Linked DNA regions of Mus musculus: regions 2 and 3 are each linked to region 1. Evidence: chromatin contacts called from public promoter capture Hi-C data. All regions are on one chromosome and are shown on one strand. Each heading gives the region's core, a stretch centred on a gene start, on an enhancer-like site or on the middle of the called end of the contact. The rest is flanking DNA. Distances are from core to core; before and after follow the strand shown.

Region 1 (4,031 bases), core at 142-2,641:
CTACACCCACCCCTCTCTGAAAAGTCCCCCGAATTCTAAACATCACACACGCACAGAAACCACCTGCAGCTGGCAAAATCACGCCTCTGCTAGAGCAGGAGGCAAATCCCAGCTGCTGTGGACCGTCTGAAGCAGCCTCATATTCCTCACCTGGGGCTAAAATCAAAACATTCCTATAGTATTTCTGTTTTTCAAAGAAACCAAAACTCCAAAATTGTCACAACAATCATATCATGTAAAAACTAGTCTTTTTCCTTGCTACTATGTATACCTGTTACAGCATCTCCGCTGTGCCACACACATACGCCGAGATTTTGTTTGGATGAAAAAAACTTTTGCTAGTGGTCCTTTGGGATAATTAAAAACAAACAAACAAACAAACAAACAAACAGACAGACAGACAGACAGACAGACAGACAGGGCTGAGAGATGGTTCAGCAGTTAAGAGCACTGACTGCCAGAGGTCCTGAGTTCAATTCCCAGCAACCACATGGTGGCTCACAACCATCTGTAATGGGATCGGATGCCCTCTTCTAGTGTGTGTCTGAAGCTAGCTTTTTTTTTAATTGTACTTTATTTGTACTCACATAAATAAAAAAAGAAATAAATCTCTGAAAAATAAACAAAACAAAACAAAACAAACAAACAAACAAACAAAAAAAACCAAGCAAACCAAAACTTGTTTCTCCTGTGGATTGATCTAGATTGATGTGGAAGATAGAAGGAAGTGGGGAGAAAACTGGAGGGGCAGGGAGGAGAGTATGAATTATCAATGTACCTGTGGTTACATTGAAGAAGCAGCCTAGCAGGAGGTTAAGTGGATTGTGTGGCTGTGATGTGTAGAGAGAATTTTGGTTTCTTTGAGAAACACAGAAGTATATATTATATACTCAGGTATATAAGGACAACGGTAGGGCCAAATTACCGCCTATGAGGTAAGGACTCTTAATTTTCCAGGGTGAAAAATTTTCCACGTGGGACGTGTCAAGTTCAGAGGCAGCATGGTGTCATGGCACACACGTTAGCCCAGCATTTGAGAGTGTGCAAGACTGAGGCAGGAGGACCATCGTAAATTCAGTATGGATTGTACAGTGCGCACCAGTGTCTCGCAGATTAAATAAAAAGTTCCGCAGAGGGCTAGGGAAGTACCTGCGTGGCGCACACACACACACTCCAGAGAGGCTATATACTAGGAGAAACGAGTGTAAGATCCGCCTCTCCGCATTCACTACCGGAAATGTAGTTCAACTGTTCCACAAACACGCAGGCACCCGGGAGAGCTGACGCGGAGATTTCTGGGAAGTGTCGTCCAGGGTCTCTGCGCATTGCGCGTGCGTCTGTGAAGGCCGGCGGACGCCGAGCATTCTGGGAAGCGTAGTTCAAATTCTCGGAGCATTGCGCGTGCTTCTGTTGTGCGGGCTGATGCGAAGCATTCTGGGAAGTGTTTCCCAGGTGGTTTCTGTTAGCATCCGCTCCCCTTGTCCTCCCTTGAGTCTCCTCTCTCCCACACCTTCCTCGACTGATGCCTGGATCTGGAGGTTTGCAGGGTTGGCGGCGGGCGGCCGTAGGGGAGTCGGCTCCAGGCTGGCGAAAGGGAAGCGCAGGGCGCCCAATGAGCCTCCCTCCATCCCACAGATATCATCGCACTGATAGGGTCTCAGCGCGTGGCTCAGTCAGCCTCCTGCCTCAGCATCCGGTGTGTTGCGATGACAGGTGTGAGCCCTCACACCTTCCTTCACTGCTGTCTGGAATTGGGGTGCGAGGGCCATGTTGATAGTGTTGTTTGAGGCATTGATGTAGCTAGTGTCACCCTGCCCTGAAGGTTCTAGGACTCACACCTACACTGCAGAGAATCGGGATGGGTGGAGATTTGTCGAGAGCCTGTCATGTAGAAGGATAAACGGACACGTCTATGGCTTTCCACGATGTCAGATTTTGCTGAACGACAAGAAAGTCATAAGCTGTGTCAGTTTCGTTGGCTGCAATTTGCCAAGGAATCTCGATTTCTCCTGGTGGTTGGCCATTAATCACAGGTTCTTTTATTCCAAGCTTAACATAGCTAATGATAAATTTCAGACCACGAGTCACCTGGCACACAGTTATACACACTCGTGAGTTTATTATCACAGGATGGATCATTGGAACTGGACTTGGCTCCTGGCATGTGACCAGGCTACTGAGCAGTGTGCCTGCCACATACCGGTCCCTTGGTGAAGAAGTAACGTGATATGGTTGGTGCGCTTATGTTTTATGTTACCAGGCTGGCTTTGAACTCACAGAGATCTACCTGAGTGCTGGGACTAAAGGCTAGTCGATATCTTTTAATAGCACAATTGAGTCGCCTGGCTATGACTGTGTAAACAAGACATGGATTTCTTCTTGGCACTTTTATCCAAGATAGAGTAACTCAGATCAAGACTGTTGCCGCATAAAATTCAAAACTAGTCATAGCCTGAAAGCTGATGGTCCAAACAACACAGCTCCCTGCTCAGCATGCTCCCAAGATGGTTTGATCAGCCGGGCAGTGGTGGCACACACCTGTAATCCCAGCACTTGGGAGGCAGAGGCAGATGGATTTCTGAGTTCGAGGCCAGCCTGGTCTACAGAGTGAGTTCCAGGACAGCCAGGGCTGCACAGAGAAACCCTGTCTTGAAAAACAAAACAAAACAAAAAGCCAAAAAAACCCAAAAAACAAAAAAGGAAAAAAAAGATGGTTTGATCAAGTGTAGCCCCTTACCTCTAACCCTACCCCCATTACAGATTCAGGGGAGGAAGGAGGAAGTGGTGGTCTGTTGACCAAGCATATCTAGGTGCATCAAGCCAAGTGTATTTCCTCCTGTTAAGGCGTAGCCTTTTAAAATACAAGTCTGTTTTATTCTCGCTTTTTCTTTCTAAGACTTTTTGTATGGGTCATATATGTGTACCATTACATGCATGTGTTGATACATATATGCTTCTGAATGCTTTGTACATGAGTGCTGGGATTCAAATTCAGGTTCTCCTGCTTTTCTTTAATAATTTGTTTTCACAATGACAATTTGTGTGTGTGTACACGCGTGCATACTCACATGCAACACTGAGCATGTGCAGGATGGAGGAGACCTCTCAGGAAGAGTCAGTCCTAGAGACTGAACTCAGGCCATCACTTGGTGACAAGTACCTCTCCCTGGAGATCTATTATCACGTGGGCTCTTTACCTTTTGTTTTTATTTCCCCCTGAGATAGTTTTTCCGTGTAACCCTGGCTGTCCTAAAATTTGCTGTTAATCAGGCTGGCTTCAAACCCACAGAGATCCTCCAGCCTCTGCCTCCTGAATTCTGGGTTAAAGGCCTGGGCCTCCACACTTGGCCCTCTCATTAGCTTTTGGGTCTTCTCTGTTAGAGCAGACACGAAAGCTTTGGACCATTCTTTTCAGGAGATCATAATCTCTTCTTGTGAGTACTAATATCTTTCCAGCTGTCCAGCCTCTCACTGGGGGCAGCAGGAGGTCCCTCCGGACCTTCTTTCTGTCCCCACCAATAATGGTTAGCCCTGGACACCTTTTAGGAAGGAGAAGATTGTCTCCAGCTTGGTGGGCAGGAGGGGACAGTTCAACTGCTTTGTCAGGAATGGCCTTCCTATTTCATGGCTTCTCTCCTTCCACAGCCTGATCTCTCAACAAGGACTGAGTGGAAGGTGAGGTCCTGACTCCTTCAGCAAGGCTCCTGGTGAGTGTGGCCTGGCATTGTTGTTGTTGTTGTTGTTTTGAGGTGGAGTCTCCCCATGTAGCCCTGGCTGTCCTGGAATTCCCTCTGTGGACCAGGCTGGCTTCAAACTCAGGGAGTCACTCTTCTCTCCTTCATGTCAGTCCCGATGATGGGATTAAAGATGTATGTCACCACGTCTAGCATGTTTTTCTTATTTTAATGATGAAGTCTTGGTGTCAGGGTCATGAGGGACAATCAAAGAAAGAGGGTCACTCCAGGACGAGATAAGGCCTCGCCGGTGGCAGCAGGGAGGTCCAGCCCCTGACGACTGAACGTCAGACAGCC
Region 2 (3,944 bases), core at 961-3,460, 3.2 Mb before region 1:
TGTGTGTGTGTATGTGTGTGTGTATCAGAACCTCCATTTAAAGTGCACAGAGAATCCCACAAGGCTAAGAATGGGTAAATTAATGCATGCAATGTGATTGAGAGAACAAGATGCAGATAGGATTGCTGGGACTGGTAAGTGAGTGTGAGGAGGGGTGCACAGGACACAGAGTGGGAGCAGGTAGTAGTGAGGGTGGAGAGACTCCTGTAGCTGTCACCTCCTCTGTATTAAGGAGGCAGTGAGTTCAGATGTTCAAGGTCACCCTCAGCTAGGCAGTGTCTCAAAAATAAAAGGAGCTGGAAAAATTGCTGAGTGGTTACGAGCACTGTCTGTTCTTCTAGAGGATCCAAGTTCGATCCCCAGAACCTGCATGGATGGCTCAGGACTGCCTAAAACTCCACTTTTAGAGGATCCATGGCTTCTTCTGGCCTCCTTTGCCACCAGGCACACAAGTAGTGCCCAGACAAGCATGCAGGCAAAACATCCATACACATAAAATTTAAAATAGGAAAATGAACAGAAAAAAAAATTGCAGATGGTGTCCTATGCCATTAATTTCAGCACCCATCCAGGAGGCAGAAGCAGGTAGAGTTTAATATGGTCAGACAAACCTGTCTCAGAAAAACAAAAAAGCCCTAAAACAAATCACCAAAACATCCGGGCATGGCTTGAGTATCACTTGTCTGTGGTAGGCACAACGTTGAATTTACATTATGGTAATCAATTTTAACATTTGGAAAGTGAAAATCCTAACTCTGGTCTCAATAGATCTTGTTATTGTTTTCCCACAATACTTTTTTCCTAACAGGTCACAGGACAAACAGGTATGGAGCACAGAGTAATGGACCAAACCCAAACTTGAGACAGGGTTTCTCTGTATTGCTCTGGAACTCCCTATGTGGATCAGGCTGTGTCTCGAACTCATATCGTACCGCCTCTTCCTCCCTGAAGGCTGGGATTAAATGTGTGTGAGACGAGGCTTAGCTGGGACGTGTGTGTTTAAATTCTTTTTTTTTTCTCCTTTTTTAACAAGAATATTTCTGTCCGTACCTGCTTCCTACAATTGAGTCTATGACCTCTCAAAAGAGAGGGAGTATTTCCCAAACTCCGACCCAAAGGAAAGCCAGCTAGAGCGAAACTAACCACAAACTGCACCCTCTAGCGACCAGTCCAACCCAATCATCTCTTTTTATAGGCACCACCCTTCCCTGGGTCGCTAGACCAGACCCAAGAACACCTCAATGTATCCTCAGGGCCTTCTGGGAACTGTGGACCCAAAGGCTCCAGGCAGAGCTTCGGCTGTCGCGTTGGAACTACAATCCCCAGAAGGCCCAGCACACCCAAGAGACTGGACACGCCCGCCCTCTCTGAGAGCATGCGTACGGGAGCTCCGGCTGGTGGGGGAAGGGAACCCGGACTTCAGCTGCCCAGCGGCCGCCGAGCCCCGCCCTCTACTGCCTTCGGGGCGGTGAATCCGAGCTCCACGCCCCGAGCGCCCCTCCCCCACCAGGCTTCAGTCAGAAACCTGTTTTCTCTGGGTCCCTATCACCCCAGGAAGTTCTGGATTCTTCCCCAAACTGTCCTCGGTGTGCAGAGGTCCAAATCCCATCACATCGCCCAAAGACGACAAATAACTCTCGGGTACATAGTTCCGCCGGCGAAACTGGATATCCCAATTCTGAGACCTCGTCCCAAATCTCCCCTCATTCGGCTCCACTTTCAAATGACTCTGGCTTTCCAAATACCCAGTCCGGCTCCGAGACCCAGTCAGTGAACTCTTCCCCGGCATTCCCTTCTCACGACGGCGTCTCAGAATCCAATACTCGGTTCCTCTAGTTCCCGGGTTCCTCTAAATGCTTCATATCCTAGCCTTAAAACGCTCACTTTGTCCAGAACACCGTGGAACTCCAAACTCAGCCTATTCTTCGAGACTCAAACTGTCCTACACTCTCCTCCAAAGTTCTTTCTCCGTTTTCCTGGCTTCTCCAAACTCCAACTCCTGAGTAATCCTGCTCCCCCTTCGGTGCTGATGCTGGAATTCAGCCTTCCACCCTCCAATGTCCATCAATCACACCAATCTGCTCTCCACTCGGGATACCCCGCTTCCGCCTACCGTGGGGGCGCGCCCCCGTCCTCCTCTAACTCCAGGGAAATCTCACACAGGCGGCCACTCCTCACCTCGGCTGCCAGGGTCGCCACGACTACCTCCGACAAGCCTGCAGGGTTGGGTTCCACCAGTGCTGGGTAGAAGTCCGGCTCACTTTCCCCGGGCCTCTGGGTCTGGCTGGGGGCCACTCGGCTCCTCCCCGGAGGCCAGTCGCAAGCCAGGATTGGTTGGAATCCTGCCCGCCGCGGGGCGCCATTGGCTAAGAGGAGCCACGGATGCTAGGCCCCGTCCATCACTGGGCCGGGTCCGGTTTAGGTTGGCTACTGGTCAGGGGGCGGAGCGGAGTCTCCACGGTGGAGTCTGGTAACGCCGTCAGAACTGCTACTTTGGACCCAGCTGTGTTTCTCACTCCTCTGTTTCACTGCAGACCCCTTATACCAGACCCCACTGAAGAGTGACACCGGGTGACACCATTCTCCCCTCCCTGCGGTTTTGCAGGCTTGGGGCAGATGGTGGAGGCCACGCCCCCCGGAGTTCCGAAGGCTGGGTCAAACCGGAGGGCGGGGGGGGGGATGACGCACTAGACAGCAGCCAATAGCATGATGCGGCTTGCGTTGCCTGAACGACCGCAGCCCCGCCCCTTAGCTGGCGGAGCTCTGCTTCCCCACCCCCAACCCGTCTTGTAGGAGGAGTCTATGCTTAACCTAGAGGGGTCTGCTGCTTGTTTGGGGGAACCTCCTGGATCCCAGGCAACGCTTTCGTTTTCCGCATTTGTCTGCCTGTTGCTGTTTACTCTTAAAGACTGCTCACAACTCTGGGAACAAACTCAAACTTATTATTATTATTATTATTTTTAGTTTTGGGGATTTAACATTTGAGCATTTTGAACAAACACCGTAGAACTGAGCTAAGATTTAAAATTTTGTGTGTGTGTGTGTGTGTGTGTTTAATTTTGTGATATGGTTTCGTAGTGAAGGGTTAGCTTGCTCTTCACTATTTGGTCTCTGGTACCCTCCTTCCTGTTTTCTAGGACTCACTTTCGGATTCTTTTTGTTTTAGGCAGTCTCGTGAAGCAGGACTCCAGTGTAGACAAGGGCCTTGAAATTCTAATCATGCTTGGCTTCCATATTGCTAGTCCTGGAGCTGCAGGTGTGTCCCTAAAGAAAATTCCTTTTGCTTAGTTTTTGTGGTGTTGGGCACGGAACACCGAGGTGGTGCTAGCCAAAGTACTCTTATCACTGAGCTACATCCCCAGCCACTTTTTTGTTTGTTTTCTGAGACAGCGTTTTGCTGTGTAGCCTAAGCTATTCTGGAATCTTTCATCTTCCTGCTTCGTTTTTCTAGTGCTAGGATTTAGGCATTACCAGCTTGTCTAGCTTGCTTTCAGTTTTTCTAAGATGGCTTCCAATATCTCCTAAGAAATAAACACAGGGCTTTTCTCCCTTACCTTATTGCAAGGGTCCAATTCAAGGCACACTCTCAGCAGTGAGACAGCCAGACTCTCAAATGTTCTTCAGATGTTCTTGGTTTTGCTTTGTTTAGTTGTTTGTTTTTAATGCCTTTTTTTCTTTTCTTTTCTTTTCTTTTTTTTTTTTTTGAGACAGTTTCTTTGTGTAACTCTGGTTGTCCTGGAACTTACTCTCTAGACCAGGCTGGCCTTTGTCCCACAAATGTTGGGATTAAAGGCGCGGAGCCACCATTCTCTTGGTTTTGCTTTTTTTTTTTTTTTTTAATTTATTTTACACGTGTGAGTGTTTTGCCTGTATGTATGTATGTATGTATGTATGTATGTATGTGCACCATATACATACCTGGTGTCTACAAAAGTCAGAGGCAT
Region 3 (4,149 bases), core at 337-2,836, 4.4 Mb after region 1:
ACACACACTTCATATATGTGCACACTCATATACACACTACATACATAAGCACACTCACACACATACTACATACACACACACATGCACACTTATACTAGAAACACACACTACATAAATACACTAACTCATACATACACATCCAGGCATACACATACATACATACACACATACATACATAGCAGTTTAGAATCTATCAAAATTGAAAACAGACATTAAAGAACAGCAAAAAAAAAAAAAAGTTAATAAGAAAAATGTAAAGGTTGGTGTCAGCTTCCCCAGGAATCCGACTTTTCCACCGTTTGTTTTCTTTCACTTCAGGAAGCTAACAAGCTCTGTGTGTGTGTGTGTGTGTGTGTGTGTGTGTGTGTGTGTGTGTGTGTGTGTTATGGGAAAGGACTAGAGACGCTGTATTCACAGGGCAGAAACAGGGAGGGAGAGAGAAGGGCACAGAACTTTTTCCCTTTTCGGGTGTGTGTGGGAGGTGGTTTAGTGACCTGCCAGTTTATACCACAGCAATGGGGAGATCTGGGAGAAGGGGAAGCCCACAGTCATGACAGCATGGTCAGAGAAGGAACAGAATGGTTACAGGCTCTCAGTGTGGAAATGCCACAGGACTCAAGAAACTCCAGAGATTTCCAGAAGACTTGCCCCTCAGATTCCCATTCAGAATTAACCGAGAGCAGGAACTGGGGGGGGAGGAGGTGAAGGTTGGGGAGCACAGGCCCGGCATTGCTGCATTCCAAGGTGTTGGGAGGAAGATCAGGAGTTCAAGGGTAGTCTAGAACAATCGTTCTCAACCTGCGAGCTTCAACCCCTTTGGGGAACCATATCAGATATCCCACATGTCATATTTACATTATGATATTTACATGTCCCATATTCACATTATGATTCATAACAGTAGCAAAATTACAGTTATAAGTAGCAATGAAAATGATTTTATGATTAGGGGTCACCACAGCATGAAGAACTGTATTAAAGAATCCGGGCATGGTGGCACACGCCTTTAATCCCAGCACTTGGGAGGCAGAGGCAGGCTGATTTCTGAGTTCGAGGCCAGCCTTGTCTACAAAGTGAGTTCCAGGACAGTAAAACCCTGTCTCGAAAACAAACACACAGAAACAAAAACAAACAAAGAAAAAAAGTATCGCGCACTGGGAAGATTGAGAACCACTGACCTAGAATGTGCTTCATGAGACCTTATTTCTTTTTTTAAACAGTTTCACTGTGTAACTCAGACGAGGCTGGATTTGTCTACGGTGGACCCGGCTGACACAGAACTCACAGATCTGCCTGCCTTCCAAAGTGCTGTGATTAAAGACATTTGAAGCCTAGCCCCCTGCCCCCCATTATTTTTAATTAAAAAAAAAATCCGGGATGATCTCACGTGGCCCAGGCTGGCCTTAAACCCGCTTTCAATTCTGATGATCCTCTTGCCTCCATCCTCCCCACCCGACTCAGGTGCTGGGATGACAGGTTTACAGAACACTAATCGTCAGGGTCGTTCACTCATCAACCAGCCCGGCAGACGTGCTTGGCTGTGTGCGCCTGCCCAGCAGGGGACCGCCCTCAATGGGCCGTCCCTAGGCGGCACCCGCTTAGCTGAGATTCCAGCACTTGACTTCAGGGTTTCGGAGAGATAAGGCGCTTGGCCGTTACTAACTGGACTACAAAGAGCTGGATCGGACCGGAACCACATGGCTCAACTCGCCCGAGCCACCCGCTCCCCGCTGTCATGGCTGCTGCTGCTGTTCTGCTATGCACTCCGGAAAGCGGGTAAGTAGCCCCGCGCCCCGCGCCCCGCGCCCCGCGCCCCGCGCCCCGGCCTGTGCGCACCTCGAGAGGCCCTCCCAGGCCACCCGATCCCTTCTTCCCGGCCCAAAGTCCTAGGTCTGGATTCTGGAGCAGAGATTCCAGAAAATAGGGCGTGGTGACTCACACCGGCCACCGGAGTACAGGGGAGGATGAGGTAGGAGGGTTGCCTTGAGTTCCAACGTAGCCTAGACTCGGGAATGAGAACCGGATTTGCTCCACTTCGCGCACGCTTGCGCACGCGCACACACACACACACACACGCGCGCGCGCGCGCACACACACGCACGCACGCGCGCAAAAGATGTTTTATTATTGTAAAATAAATGACTCGTACACTGAGAAAAAGTCTGGGTGACTCATGCCAGGAACCTTAACCCTAGTGGCCACACTCTCTCCAGCAAGTTAATCGTGACTGACTCAGAGTTGATTTATTAGTTCATTTTCCTTTCGCTGAGTTGGAGACTGAAGCCTCACTGGGGAATTGTAGCACAGGAGTCTACCCCTGAGCACACAGGGTGCTGAGGATAGACCCTTGGTCCTCACACAACCTAATTCGGAGCCCTGTGCTATTCCCATTGTTTCAGTGGTTGACCAGCAGCAAGTCAGGCTGGGCGCTCAGAGTGAGCTCAGAGTGACTGGAACCAAAAAACCAAACCAAACCAAACCAAAACAGGGAGGTGGTGGCTCATGCCTTTAACCCCAATAGGGGAGGCAGAGACAGGTGGAGCCCCGTACAGGGGTACCCTAGGGTCACCATGACGGGTCCTGGGTTCCCAGAACTTCACTCTGAAGTCATTATCAGACTTCTCAAGTATTCAGAAATGCCTGATACTGTATTCCCTAATGTTGAGGGCCTACTGTGTATTGGGCTAAAGGAGAGAGTCTCACATAGGGCCTAGCAGAGTGACTATTGAATGGCTCGGATTCAAACCCCACCGTATCTTGTCGTCTTATGCCTGCGTGATCCCCCTAGCAAATTCTTCTATGCCTCCATTTCTGCATATGTAAGTGGTACCTGAAGCCCAGTGTGATGGTGCTCACCCTTAATCGCAGAATTTAGGAGGCAGAGGCAAGCAGATCTCTGAGTTCCAGACCAGCCTGGTGAATGTACTGAGGTGATGTTTAGTGTCTCTACTACTACTAATAATAATAATAATAACAATAATAATAATAATGAATTATAAATACTATATGATTATTACAAGGCAAAATTATCATTGTGCATTATAATAGATTTTGTAATATAAACATTTAATTACATTAATAATATTTAAATATAGTATGCTGAATTATATTATAATGTATAAATATTTAGATATAACGATAACATTGTTATTATTAAAGTAAGATAAGGGGCTGGAGAGAGCACTGGCTACTCTTGTAGAAGACCTGGGTTTGGTTCTCAGCACCCACATGGTGATTCACAGTCCTCTGTATCTCAAATTCAGAGGAATTTCATCCCTCCCTTTTGGCTTCTATGGGCACCGTAGTGCAAACACCTATAGAGAAAAATCTCTTATAAACATCACCTGTCAATAAAAAAACCAGTGGCCAATGAGCTGGGGCAGGAAATAGGGGGTGGGACACTGACAGGACGAGAGGATTCTGGGAAATAGTAAGAGATAAAGGAGAAATGGAGGGGGGTGGGATGCAGATGTAAAACATCAGGGAGACACTGAGGAGACTCTGAGGAAGAAGCAGGCCAGCACTGAAGGAGAGCAACCTACCACATGGTAGACATAGAATAGTCTAAGTGGGTTAAATAAATTACGAGCTACTCAGGGAATGAGCCAAAGCTTATGACCTGGGTATTTAATAATAAATAACTAGTCTCAGAGTTGTTATTGATGGGAAGGGGCCGAAAGGAAAAATGGATTTAAACTTATTTTAATACATACATCCATACATACATGCTAGCAAACACTAACACACATAAACTAAAAATTAATACATCTTTAAAATAAATTAATTTAAATGGATTAATTAACACCTCTGGTTTCCCAGGTGGGGATATACGTGTGCTGGTGCCCTACAATTCGACAGGCGTCTTGGGAGGGTCGACCACCTTGCACTGTAGTCTGACTTCTAATGAGAATGTGACTATCACTCAAATAACCTGGATGAAGAAGGATTCAGGTGGATCCCACGCTCTTGTGGCTGTCTTCCACCCCAAGAAGGGGCCCAACATCAAAGAGCCAGAGAGGGTGAAATTCTTGGCTGCCCAACAGGATCTGAGGAACGCATCTCTGGCCATCTCGAACTTAAGTGTAGAAGACGAAGGCATCTATGAATGTCAGATTGCCACATTCCCCAGAGGCAGTAGAAGCACCAATG

What was found. Promoter capture Hi-C pulls out the DNA fragments that hold promoters and counts their contacts.
Region 2: a promoter capture Hi-C map of pre-B cells shows a contact between it and region 1. The contact joins the promoter of Sertad3 here to the promoter of Zfp94 in region 1. A contact is called at or near these places in 2 of 39 promoter capture datasets (cranial neural crest and pre-B cells).
Region 3: a promoter capture Hi-C map of second pharyngeal arch cranial neural crest shows a contact between it and region 1. The contact joins the promoter of Pvr here to the promoter of Zfp94 in region 1. A contact is called at or near these places in 5 of 39 promoter capture datasets (cranial neural crest, frontonasal cranial neural crest, maxillary cranial neural crest and 2 more).

The regions. Positions count from the first base shown.
Region 1 is chr7:24,314,026-24,318,056 of GRCm38.p6, reverse strand. It overlaps Zfp94 (zinc finger protein 94), which reads left to right and starts at 1,391. Exons shown (of 6, transcript NM_001199321.1): 1 at 1,391-1,538; 2 at 3,646-3,707. It also overlaps the pseudogene Gm44513.
Region 2 is chr7:27,472,106-27,476,049 of GRCm38.p6, reverse strand. It overlaps Sertad3 (SERTA domain containing 3), which reads right to left and starts at 2,210. Exons shown (of 2, transcript NM_133210.2): 1 at 2,179-2,210.
Region 3 is chr7:19,918,580-19,922,728 of GRCm38.p6, reverse strand. Pvr (poliovirus receptor) reads left to right here and starts at 1,586. Exons shown (of 8, transcript NM_027514.2): 1 at 1,586-1,776; 2 at 3,820-4,149. The coding sequence starts at 1,698.